Linked DNA regions of Gossypium hirsutum: region 1 is linked to region 2. The links are chromatin contacts, called in public Hi-C maps. All regions are on one chromosome and are shown on one strand. Each heading gives the region's core, a stretch centred on a gene start, on an enhancer-like site or on the middle of the called end of the contact. The rest is flanking DNA. Distances are from core to core; before and after follow the strand shown.

Region 1 (6,368 bases), core at 695-3,194, 250 kb before region 2:
TCTGCATAGGCTGTAGTTCGACTCAGAATCGGCTTGAAGTAGGAGAAAGCGTTGACTTGAAATCTGGCTTGACGTAGGAGAAAATGGCAAATATGCATCAGCCGGTTTGTGTGAAATATAAGTTCATCACTCCCTTGTAAGAGAAAACAACTGGATTTTCTTTCATCCTTCTTTATGGCATCTTTAAATCACTCTGTTCTCTTTGTATGTTTACATAATCACATTTGAGTTGTGTATATGAGATGGAAACCATACCATGGCCAAGTACAGCTGTTTTGAGCCTTTGGAGCTATGTTACCTGGCTTTCATTTTTCCTAAGATACTCGCCATACATTCAAACTTGAGTTTGAGATTTTTAGCTTTCAAATATATAGATTTTTTTTAAAAGGAAAAAAAAATTGCATACCTGTACGGACTCATTTGTATTCGACATTTATGGATTTGGAACGAGTTAAAAGTGCTCTGGTAAGTAGCATGTGGCTTCCTCAGTAGAATTTTGGCCCACTTTGATGTTTACCTTTTTTTTTAGTTTATTTTGATACTTTGGTATTTGGATCTATTTTGATTAGTAAATTTGAAAGAGTGTAAAAGTTTGATAACGCGGCATTTTAAAATTGTGTTATGTCATTAGATTCAATCTTTTTTAAGTAATGATGTGGCATAGTTTTAAAGTATCACATTATTAAATTTTTATATATATTTTAAATATTTTAGGATTAAGTGAACTTAATTGACAAGTTTAAGAACTAAAATCAATATATATATTAAAATGGATCTAGTAATTAAATTTAGGGTTCAAAATTATATTAACCTTTATGTTGACCTTGCGAATAAAGTAGAATGCTAATAAATGATTTAGATTGTGGTTATGAATGTAATCTTTTTTTTGTAAGGTATATAATGAATATTATTATGATAGTTATGATATTTATCGGAAATTTTTATTTGATTAGAAGTTGATAAATGTGATCACTAAAAAAACTCGAGTAAAACTTGAATTTAAATTTAAATTCAAGTTTTGTTTCTAGAGCTTAAGCTCGATTTCAGTTAAAAATTCAACTTGGGTCTTACTTTTTACCTAATAAAAATTAACTTAATTTTCATATTTAAACTATTTATATTTAAAGTTGAGGTGTAATTGAGAATTTTTAATACTAATTAAAAATAAAAATATATTATAAATAAAAAAATTTAGTTGGCTTGTACATTATTTGATTAAAGTATTAAGCTTTAGTAGACTTTGCACAAATCTCTTGATTATACTCTTTTAAATACGATAGGCATGATGAAAAAGACAGCTACAAAATAGTTCACAGTATTATTTGTTATGCATGTGACACTTCCCATCGTTTCTATAAATAAATTTGCGGTTGCAATTTAGACTTACCCTTCTTTCTATCTAATACCTTTTAACTTAAAAATATTAGCTCCACGTTAAAAAGGAAAATTAAGAAATAATCATCTCATTATTTTTATTGAACTTTAATTTTTATTATTTAAATTATTGTTTGGCAATGTAGAAAAAAAATTATAGACAATTTCTTTTTGTCAAATCATAGATGGATTTGTTGAGGAATCAGGCTGACATTTTCAAGGAGCTCAAATGGTATCATTTACCTTAACAATAATATAAGTCAGGGATTCAAATCCCATCAAGAATAAGACGTTTACGTCACCTCTTGATTACACCCTCATTACTTTTTGATGGGTAACTATACGTGAGTAACTATACATCTACGTATAGTAGGGTTGAATCAAGAATAAACTGATTGAATTATAGTTCTAACTTGAATTTTCAAAGGAAAAAGCAAAAAGCTTTAAATCGATAAAAAACAAAAAATTACAGACTAAAAAGAAAAAAAGAGAGAAATACAGTAGACCGGAATTTGTGACATTCTTTTAAAAAAAGGCCCATGTCCAAGGTCCATTATCGGTTTTACAAATTAAACCCAATTTTAGGCGAACAATTTAGAGCTTTAGGGCAGGGAAGATCATTTTTTCTTTTCTTTCTACTCTTAAGTCCACAGCAGCCTGACAGGTCATTACCAGTTTCACTCTTTAGCAGCTCACACTCTTTCCTTGTTTATTTTACAGGTTAGTTTTGCTTCACCTCTAATCTGCAATATTTGTTATATTATTCACCAAAATAAACCTCATCCACTTACCTTGTCTTGATCTGAATCTTTTGTTCTCCTAATTTTGATTCTTTTTAAAGTATTTCATTTTTAGTTCGAGATATATGATTTCCATTGGGCTTTTCTTTGACTGATTCTATTGCATGTTCGATTGAACAGATGAAAAGTTTTTCAAGGTGGTTCTCTTCTTGTTCTTTGATTGTTTTCCGAATGGCTTGTGATTTCGACTAGTTGAGTTCTCTTTTTTTGCATTTCTTGAATTTTTTTAATGATAAAATTGTGGGTTTTAATATTAAGAGGATGTTAACATGGAGTTTATGTTTTGGTTTCTGTATTGAATTAAGTTGATGTTTTTCTTTAGAGAAGATTGATTAGTTGGGTGAGATTCTATATTCAGGATTTAATCACGAATTCTGCCTGGTAGTATGTGTGGATGCGGATCAGAAAATTGCCTTCGTTTGTGTTTATGGATTATCACTATTGTTGTTGTTTAATCGGGCATGTAATGTAATGATGATAGTTTAGATCAATGTTACTTGGACTCGAGTGTGATAGCCGGATATGGTACGTGTCCAACACAGTATGTTCAAATATTTCATGCATTTGGAGGACCATTGGAGGTTCAGAACCCCACACCCATATATGCATGATATATTCACTTTTTTTCTTATTTTTTCCCTTGCATTTGGAGGATCATTTGAGGTTATGATCCCATACCCTTGTTCGGATGTATGGCAAACATGGATAATTCACACAAACAAAAAAAGAGATGAGTCAGAGCAACGTAGGTATAACACCTCTGGGAGTTTGTTAATCATACACATTCGTTTGGAACTACTTTGCTTTTAAAAGGGTTTCCCTTGTTTTGTGAAGAATTTCAATGGTAATGTTCCGATTTGTCAATGACTATGAAAATTTAGTTATGAGTTGTGGGTCGTTGAGCCTACTGAATCTGCTCACCTTGTTTTGTTTAGAAAATTTCAATTTCTTTTGAAGGAAATGGCATGGTTTTCCATTCATAGTATCTGTTTTCTGTTGCTTCATGTTTGATTATCGGTTTGGTGTTATCAGTATTTATGGAATTGAGAATTAGTGATGATGTGAAACGGGCATTGTTGGGTTTATTCATTACAATTGGGTAATGTTTTAAGTGGTTGAAAACTAAGTTGTAGGTGAACCTTTTTCAGTTTTTGAATTCTTCTAGATTGGTATACCATTTTTTGGCTCTGAAGGACATTAATTTCATTGTGAGTTTCGTTTTTTTTTTGTTTTTAATGTTGTTTTCTGCAGAATGTTTCTCAAGGTGCAGATGCCATGGAATGTCATAATTCCTGCTGACAGCTTGGATGCCAAAGGCTTGATGCTCAAAAAGGCAATAGTGATCCGCCTTATGGATGAATTTGCTTGCAAGAAGGCCACCAAGGATCTCGGATATTTCATGGCTGTAACAACCCTAGAGAGCATTGGCGAGGGCAGAGTTAGACAGAACTCAGGAGATGTGCTTTTCCCTGTTGTCTTCAGCGGAATTACATTCAAGATGTACAGAGGAGAGATTCTGCAAGGGGTTGTACATAAGATACTAAAACATGGAGTGTTTTTGAGGTGTGGCCCAGTCCAAAACATATATTTGTCTCACATAAAAATGCCCGACTACCACTATGTGCCCGGGGAGAATGGTATATTCATGAACGACAAACACTCAAAGATTGATAAAGATGTGATCGTTAGGTTTATCGTGATTGGGACCAAATGGATGGAGGCCGAGAGGGAATTTCAGGCGTTGGTGAGTTTGGAAGGTGACTACTTAGGACCAGTTTCCTGAATATATGACTTTGGTCAACCTATGTACGTATTAGGAACATGTAGTTTTTGCGACTATAGGGCTAACTTATGATGTTAACTTGGTTTTATAGCTTTTGTAAAACTCCTCGCTTATAGGTGATGGATGTGATGGTATATTTGCAATATTCATAAATTTAGTGTTGCATTGTTCAGCCTCCTTTTTAATACCTTGGATCAATGGTTGAAGGATCGTGTCTGTGTCAAAACTTTTCTTCACTAGCTTCGCATATAAGAGGAGCTCTGTAATTGTGAAGTGTGTTGCAAGGTATTGCAATTGTGCAGTTAGCAACCTGTTGAATTACCCCATGTTATGCCGTCGCATATTACCTGTTTCCCTAGATATGAAATGAAAGCAACACAATTATGGTATGCTGGTTCAAACACATTATGCTCCGGCTGTTTGTCCAAGTTGATTTGCCTAAAGTCTCCTTCCCACACTCGCCCACCTAAGCAGCCTTATACATCACATGCATCCATCTCAGGCCCTTGTGCCATAATAGGGTTTATAGCTGATCTAACAATCATTCAAAGAATGAAGTTTCCAATGTCGTAGCAATTGACGAGTAATAAAAAAGATGATGTGTGTTTCTTCCTGGTTTTCCTGGAAGTATCAACTCCATTCATACCCAAAGCTATTTCTGAATGTTCACAATGTTTGACAGTCTACTTATATTCCACCTTTTATTAGTACACTCAAACCTGTAGCATTACTAATCTTATTCGCAACTGTCTTGTCCCATTCTCTTAGGTGCCCATCTGACATCATAACTGCCAATTGGTGCGATATCTACACGTCCCTTCCATGTAGTATACTCCTCCAAACTTAAGAGGCTTGACTTTTTGGATTCAACCCTATCAAAATTATATTTGCTGTACCATAGTGTTTTGAACAATTTAACTTGTTCCATTAAAATACGTCAGGCTTGATTCATAAGCCTGGCTTTCTTAAGGGCCCCTTTGGGCTACATAACCAGTCCCTCCTTTCAGCATTTTCACCATTCCAATAAAAGTTACATACAGTAGCAGGTTCTTTGAAGCAGGACATGTGATAAACATGCATATTGCTCAGCTGTGTGTCACACACGGCCATGTGGATAAGCCCAAGCTGTGTGCATCTTAAAAAGCTTCAAAAATACGGCATGCTTTCATTCAAAACTTAGTACTAAACCAAATAAAAAAAACCATTTCTATACTTTAAAAACACATTTAAACAAGCCTAAAACATGCCAAAACAATCAATCTAAGTGCCTAATCAATGTGTCCTCATTGACACCACAATTCAATTATCAACCTCAATTCACATGACACATCAACTAATTTGCATTCAAATTTATAAGTTAATATATAAAATTCATATCGAGCTTATAATTTCTTCTTATTCATTCACATTCATTCCTACTATGATTCAAATATTTGAATAAGATTTATATCAAAAGACCAAAACAACTTTATATAAACATATTCACACCAAGATTAAAGGCACAAACACAAGTAAGTTTATACCAAGCTTAATACATAAAATTTGTAATAAGTATCCAAGAATATACAAATACACCTATTACATATGAGCCTTATACATGCCATTTGAATAAGATTTATATCAAAAGACCAAAACAACTTTATATAAACATATTCACACCAAGATTAAAGGCACAAACACAAGTAAGTTTATACCAAGCTTAATACATAAAATTTGTAATAAGTATCCAAGAATATACAAATACACCTATTACATATGAGCCTTATACATGCCATTTATAACCGTAACCAAAATGTTCAAAAACTACTAAAATGATCAGCGGATAGTGTGATAGGCTCCGACAGGATTCTAACCAATTAAGCTTTCCGATGATCTATAGAACAGAGGAAAACAACTACGTAATCATTTAATGCTTAGTAAGTTCGTATAAGAGAAACTTAAACTTGTCGTTCTTTAATATTTAATCATTCAATCATGCTCATTAAATCATATAGTACTTGACTTTCCTAAACACCACAATTCACATCATTAGTAAATAACTTAACAATTCATCATCTATGAAACATAAGATGCAACATGAAACGAGTTACATTTACTCACATTACTTCACATATGTGATTAATGCCCTTATTCATTCGTTTTCATATCTCATTTTACCATTTCATAAAATCATCGATATCCATAATTTCATATCTAAACCTTTCCATTATTTTACTTACCCATTGAACCGTATAGAATAACATCGGATACTTGGGAACACCTTTTCATATAACCATAACCTTTTCAATAATGCTCACATGAGCTGTGAAATGAGCAAGCTCACACGAGCTGTGGGTCGGGATGTTAGCTACACGATGCTGCTCACATGAGCTGTGGAGAATCCGCAACAAATGCAGGACCTCAGCCATCCG
Region 2 (6,133 bases), core at 642-3,141:
TAGGCAATGTTTTGTATTTGGAGATTCGAGAAGTCGTATCATAACTTATGGGGTTTCGATTTTCTTGTTGAATCTAAATCACCGAATATCCTCTTAAAATCAAAATACACAAGATTTAATTAAATAATAAAAAATGTGAACTTATTTTTTGATATTTTAAGGTGTTGTATTCTAACTTACAGGATATGATCTTTTGTTACCTCGAGATAAGATGACCTTTAACATACGTTTCGATTTATTCAAGCGATTTTTAAGTAAAAATAACATTAATAAAGAGGAATCATATTTTAAATTCCTTTCGAGTTTTCAACTTTTAACACTAAGACATCAAGTAATCAACTAGGTACCAATTTTGGGCATCAAGAGGGTGCTAATCCTTCCTCGTGCGTAACCGACTCCCAAACCCATTTTCTAAATTTTGTAGACCAAAAATCGTTGTTTTAGTAAATCGAATCTTTTATTAAAAAGATCAAATTACGAGGTAATCAGATCACACCTCACAAAAAAAGGGATTGGTGACGACTCTCATTTTCGTTTTTTTAAACAAAAAGTCGATTTCAAAAAGAGTTTCAACAGTTGGTTTAATTTTTTTAACGAAAAATCAAATTAAAGTAATGGGCTATACAAAATAAAAACACGAGTCAAATTGATCAAAATTGACCATTGCCAAAATGATAATTTAACTAAAATTCATTATTTTCATTTCACTTAAGAATATAATTAAATTTAATTAAAATTTGAGACATAAGACTTTTATAGATTATTAATATAGTACTTTATGAATATTGTTGTTATAGATGAAAATGTGGTATAAAAGGTAACAATAAAACATAAAAATTGGTTTTACAATAAATTTAGTTGTTATAGTAAAATGTTATAATATAGGGTTAGTTGTACATTTCCACTTAACCTTTGAATAAAATTATGAGATTGTACTATTTATAATCGGTCATATCACACGTTTTCGGTTTAATCGTTTTGGTCAATTTAACTACTGATTTGATTAATTTAAATATTAAAATAAATAAAATTTTTCTAAAATTTTAAAAATAAATAAAATAGAGGAAAAAATTTTAAAAATAAAAATAAAATAATAGAAATAGGAAAAACCAATTGGAAATGGATATAATAAATAGCCCTATCTCTCCCATAAAAAAAAGCACATAAAGCCATAAAGGAGAAGTCAAAATACATTAACAAACAGCTTAACTTTGTTAATATTTTACAACGCAAACAAACAAACAAAAAGTTTGCTAAAAAAAAACGGCTGGCCTCACCTGAACTCGACGCGGCCAGCAGCAGTTAGAGACGACGGTGGCGACTTCCGAGCTTCAAGGCAGCAGATACAACAGCAGCTGGAAAGGGGCAACACCATAGCACAGCCTCTTATTTTATGCCTACAATATGATGCTATTATTATTATTAGACTAAAAGGTTGTTGACATTACCATGCCCTTTTTAATTACATTATTATCAAGTGAGTAAAATTTTTTTATTTTAAAATTTAAAAAAAAAATTAAATTTGTTAAAAAGAAAAAGATGGATAATACAATGTTTAAGCCTGGACCCCATCAAGTTGACTTGCGTATTGGGCGTTGGATAGGACATTGGTGTCACCAGAGAAAAATTGCTTAAAAGTAACAGAATTGGTTTGAAATTATTTGGTCATTCATTACTACACGAAACGATATTGAACCATCCTCATCCCTAAAGTCAACACAAAGTTTTGATTCTTTGACAATTTTTAGCCTTGTTTTCAATCAGTGGGGGTCCATCCAGCCATATTTGAATATATAGAAAACTCAAAAGAAAATGACAGAATTTCTGTCTTAAGTCCCTTCACACTTTTAATCCAACCCCTTATTGTTGAATTATCAATCAATTCCCATCTCAGTGCTGCTCAAGGTTGAGCCATGTACTTCTCTGGAGAAATTGTCATTTCCTCTTTCTTTGAGGCCTTGTTTGCCAACTTAGTCTCTCCTGATACCCTCCACTTCGCCACTGAAAAACAGGTTCAAAAGGAACTTAACAAGCTGGAGACAGTACTGAGGACTGTCCATGCAGTGCTTGCTGATGCAGAGGAGAAGCAATTGAAGGACCAGCATGTGAAGATGTGGTTGTCCAAGCTCCGAGACTTGGCTTTCGACGTCGACGACATCTTGGACGAGTTTGCTACAGAAGCTCTTCGTAACAAGTTAAAGAAAGATAAACAAGCGCACCGAAGTAAGGTAAGGAAGATCATTCATAGCTTCACTGCAAGTTTTGGTCCGAATGCTTTCTTGTTTAGATATAAGATGATGAACAAGATTAAAGCCATTAGTTCTAGATTGGATGATTTGATCACTCGGAAAAATGAGTTGCAATTAAGAGAGCTTGATGTTGGTAGGCCTAAGAGAGTCATTGAAAGACCACCAACTAGTTCTTTGGTGAATGAAGCTCTTGTTTATGGTAGAGAATATGATAAAAATGTAGTGATTGATTTGCTTTTAATGGATGGTGATACCGACGTTCAAGTTTCTGTCGTCCCCATTGTTGGCATTGGAGGAATTGGTAAGACAACTCTTGCTCAACTAGTTTACAATGATAATAAGGTCCAAGATCTTTTCGACGTCAAAGCATGGGTGTGTGTTTCTGAAGATTTCAATATCGTTAGGATAACAAAATCGATTTTGCAGTCGGTCACTTGTGATGCATCATGCAATGATGTAAATGATCTGAATTTGCTTCAAGTCAAATTGAAGGAGAAGCTGTCCAAAAAGAAATTTCTGCTTGTTTTGGATGATATTTGGAATATGAGTTACAATGATTGGACCATCCTTCGATCTCCTTTCGAAGTAGGGGATTCGAGAAGCAAGATTCTTGTGACAACGCGAAACCAGAACGTCTCATCAGTTATGAAAACGGTTCCGGATTACTCATTGAAAGAACTGTCAAATGATGATTGTTTGTTCATTTTAGCTCAACATTCCATAGGAGCCAAAGATTTCAGTGGTCATTTGGACTTGAAAGAACTTGGAGAACAGATTGTGAAGAAGTGTAAAGGCTTGCCCTTAGCAGCTAAAACAATCGGAGGCCTGCTTCGAACTAGTGTTGATCCAGATGCATGGAAAGTTGTATTGGAGAATGAGATATGGAATTCATCAGAAGAGCAAAGTGGTATAATTCCAGCTCTAAGGCTGAGCTACTATCACCTTCCACAACATCTAAAACAATGTTTTTCGTATTGCTCAATTATCCGTAAAGACTATGAGTTCGGAGAGGAGGAAGTAGTGCTGTTATGGATGGCAGAAGGAATGTTGCAACAAGTAAACACTAAAAGGCTGCAAATCGAAAAACTAGGTAGCATGTACTTTCAAGATCTTGTGTCAAGGTCTTTCTTTCAAAGATCTAGCAGGAATAAATCTCAGTTTATGATGCATGACCTCATCAATGATCTAGCTCGATCTGATGCAGGAGACATATGCTTTAGACTAGAGGGTGATGAGAAAATTTCGAGCTGTGCTCGATACTCATCCTTCATCGGAAGTAGGTATAATGGATTCAAAAGGTTCCATACATTCGGTGATGCAGAGCATTTACGAACATTTATGTCATTTATGTTGCCAAATGATGGAGACTGCTACCTATCTAACAGTGTTCTTATCGATTTGTTGCCGAGATTGAGATGCTTAAGAGTGCTCTCTCTCGAAGGGTACTACATCACCAAGCTACCAGATTCAATTGGTGATCTGACACATATCCGCTACCTTAACTTCTCTTACACTAAAATCAAAAGCCTTCCCGAATCTATATGTACACTCTTCAACTTACAAACATTGTTGTTGAGAGGCTGCGATCGCCTTAAACACTTAGGGTCTGATTTGAGACTTTTAGCCAATCTACAGCGTCTTGATATTACTGATGCTAATTCAATTGAAGGGATGCCGTTTGGAATCGGTGAATTGATTGATCTCCAGTCAGTGTCCAACTTTGTTATAGGCCAAGGTGTTGGATATCAGATAAGGGAGCTGAAGAATTTATCTGATCTCAAAGGTCAACTTTCTATCTCAGGATTGGAACATCTTGTCAATGCTCAAGATGCAACGGAGGCTATGTTGTTCAGTAAGTTCAGCCTTGATGATCTAGAATTGAAATGGACTGCGGACGTGAAAGGTGATTTACAAAACGCAGGAGTCGAAAAAGAAGTGTTGAGCTTACTTCAATCGCATAAGAAACTTAAGAAACTCTCCATCAAGTGTTATGGTGGTCAGACATTCCCGAATTGGATCGGAGATTGTTCATTAAAAAATTTAATGTTCTTAGAGTTTGAACATTGCCACAAGTGTATTTCATTACCTGCACTTGGACAACTGCCGTTTTTGAAGGCCCTTTATGTCAAAGGAATGGATTATGTCAATAAGATAGGTGTTGAGTTCTATGGAGAAAATTGCTCAAATGCATTTCCAGCATTAGAGATTCTTCGTTTTGAAGAAATGCCACAGTTGAAGGAGTGGAATACATACCAAGCCGATGAGAAAACCGGAAACTTCAATTGCCTCCGTGATCTCTCTGTCAAGAAATGCCCCAAACTGTTGGGAAGCTTACCAAGCTATCTTCCTTGCTTGGAAAAGCTTGTGATCCATGACTGTCAACTATTGGAAGTTTCAGTTCCAAAGCATTCCAGGCTGTATGAAATAGAAATTGTTGGCTGCAAAAGAGTGAGACATGATGGCTCTTTTGACCTTTGCTCAATCAAGAAGGCCACTCTCTCAAATATCACATGGTTTTCTTGTTTAAAAGGGTTGATGTTAGGCTTATCACAAACAGAGTTTATTCGGGTCGGTGGTTGTAGAGAGCTTCCTTCCTTGTGCCACAATGGAGCAGGATGGTTAGCACGATCAAGTTTCCTCCGGAATTTGGAAATCTTGAACTGTTCTCAACTTGTTTCAATGGGGATATCCATAGGAGAGCAAAAAGAAGAGGTGCAACAAATGTAAACACTTTGCAGTCTTGAACATCTAAGAATCAAGCATTGTGAAAAATTAGAGAAGTTATCTGCAACCATGTACAATCTTACATCCCTTAGGGAGCTAGAGATTGTAAAATGCCCGAAACTGTTGTCATTTTCACACGATAACTTGCCTCTTACGCTAAAAGGGTTGGTGGTAAAAAATTGTGATAATTTGAAGTGTTTATTAGATGAAGATGGAATGAACATCAGCAGAAGATCTTTACTTAGCCATCTGATAATTGAACGATGCCACTCTCTAGCATCTTTATCATCAGCAGGTGATTTACCTGTTAAGCTTCAACATCAGAAGATATGGAGTTGTCCAAAATTGGCCTATTTATCATCAAGTGGCTACTTACCTGTGGGGCTTAAACACCTGTGGACAGACACTTGCCAAATGCTGGAATCCATTGCAGATTCAGTTCACAACAAAACTTGCCTTGAGTCCATTTTTATTGCCAGGTGTGAAAAAATTCAGTATCTGCCAGATGGATTGGACAAGCTCAGCCATCTGCAGCAACTGCATATCGAATGCTTTCGGAATCTGGTTTCGGTTTCCAGGTTGCCCTCAACCGGCCTACGTGTGCTGCATCTAAGCTGGTGCCGTAAACTCCAAGCTCTACCAAATGGCCTGCATTGCCTTACATATCTTCAGGAACTGCAGATATCAAACTGTCCATGTTTATTAACCTTTCCTGAAGAAGGTTTCCCTACAAACTTGACTTCGCTTACAATCTCAAAACCAGAAATTCTTGAAGGACTGATCCATTGGGGATTCCATAAGCTCACTTCTCTTAAAAGACTTGCAATCTATGGAGGATATTCAGATGGGGTAATGTTTCCACATGAAGGGAACGGCATGATGTTGCCTTGTTCTGTACGCAAACTCGCCATCAGCGATTTCCCAAATGTCGAAACCCTGTCTTCCAAGGGCTTTCAAAACCTTCCCTTCCTTGAATGTTTGTCCATTGTTAAACTTCCAAAGCTGAAATGTTTGCCCGGAAGAGACTTGCTTATGTCTTTGTTGGAATTATATATCCATGACTGTCCATTGTTAAAAGAAAGTTGCAGAAGGGATTAAGGGAAGACTAGTCCAACATTGCTCGCATCCCTTTTGTTCAGATTGATAATAGAATCATCTAT

What was found. A called contact is a pair of places that touch in the nucleus more often than the background predicts.
Region 1: a Hi-C map of leaf shows a contact between it and region 2, with 2.7 times the contacts expected there. The contact joins the promoter of LOC107904403 here to the promoter of LOC107904411 in region 2. A contact is called at or near these places in 5 of 34 Hi-C or Micro-C datasets (hypocotyl and leaf).

The regions. Positions count from the first base shown.
Region 1 is chrA05:34,023,482-34,029,849 of Gossypium_hirsutum_v2.1, reverse strand. LOC107904403 (DNA-directed RNA polymerase V subunit 7) reads left to right here and starts at 1,944. Exons shown (of 2, transcript XM_041112273.1): 1 at 1,944-2,094; 2 at 3,426-4,129. The coding sequence starts at 3,427. The coding sequence ends at 3,957. LOC107904401 (protein unc-13 homolog) reads left to right here. Exons shown (of 26, transcript XM_041112275.1): 26 at 1-472. The coding sequence ends at 9.
Region 2 is chrA05:33,770,558-33,776,690 of Gossypium_hirsutum_v2.1, reverse strand. It overlaps LOC107904411 (putative disease resistance RPP13-like protein 1), which reads left to right and starts at 1,891. Exons shown (of 2, transcript XM_016830773.2): 1 at 1,891-6,133. The coding sequence starts at 1,914. The coding sequence ends at 4,976. LOC121228915 (putative disease resistance protein At3g14460) reads left to right here and starts at 5,043. Exons shown (of 1, transcript XM_041111935.1): 1 at 5,043-6,071. The coding sequence starts at 5,043. The coding sequence ends at 6,071.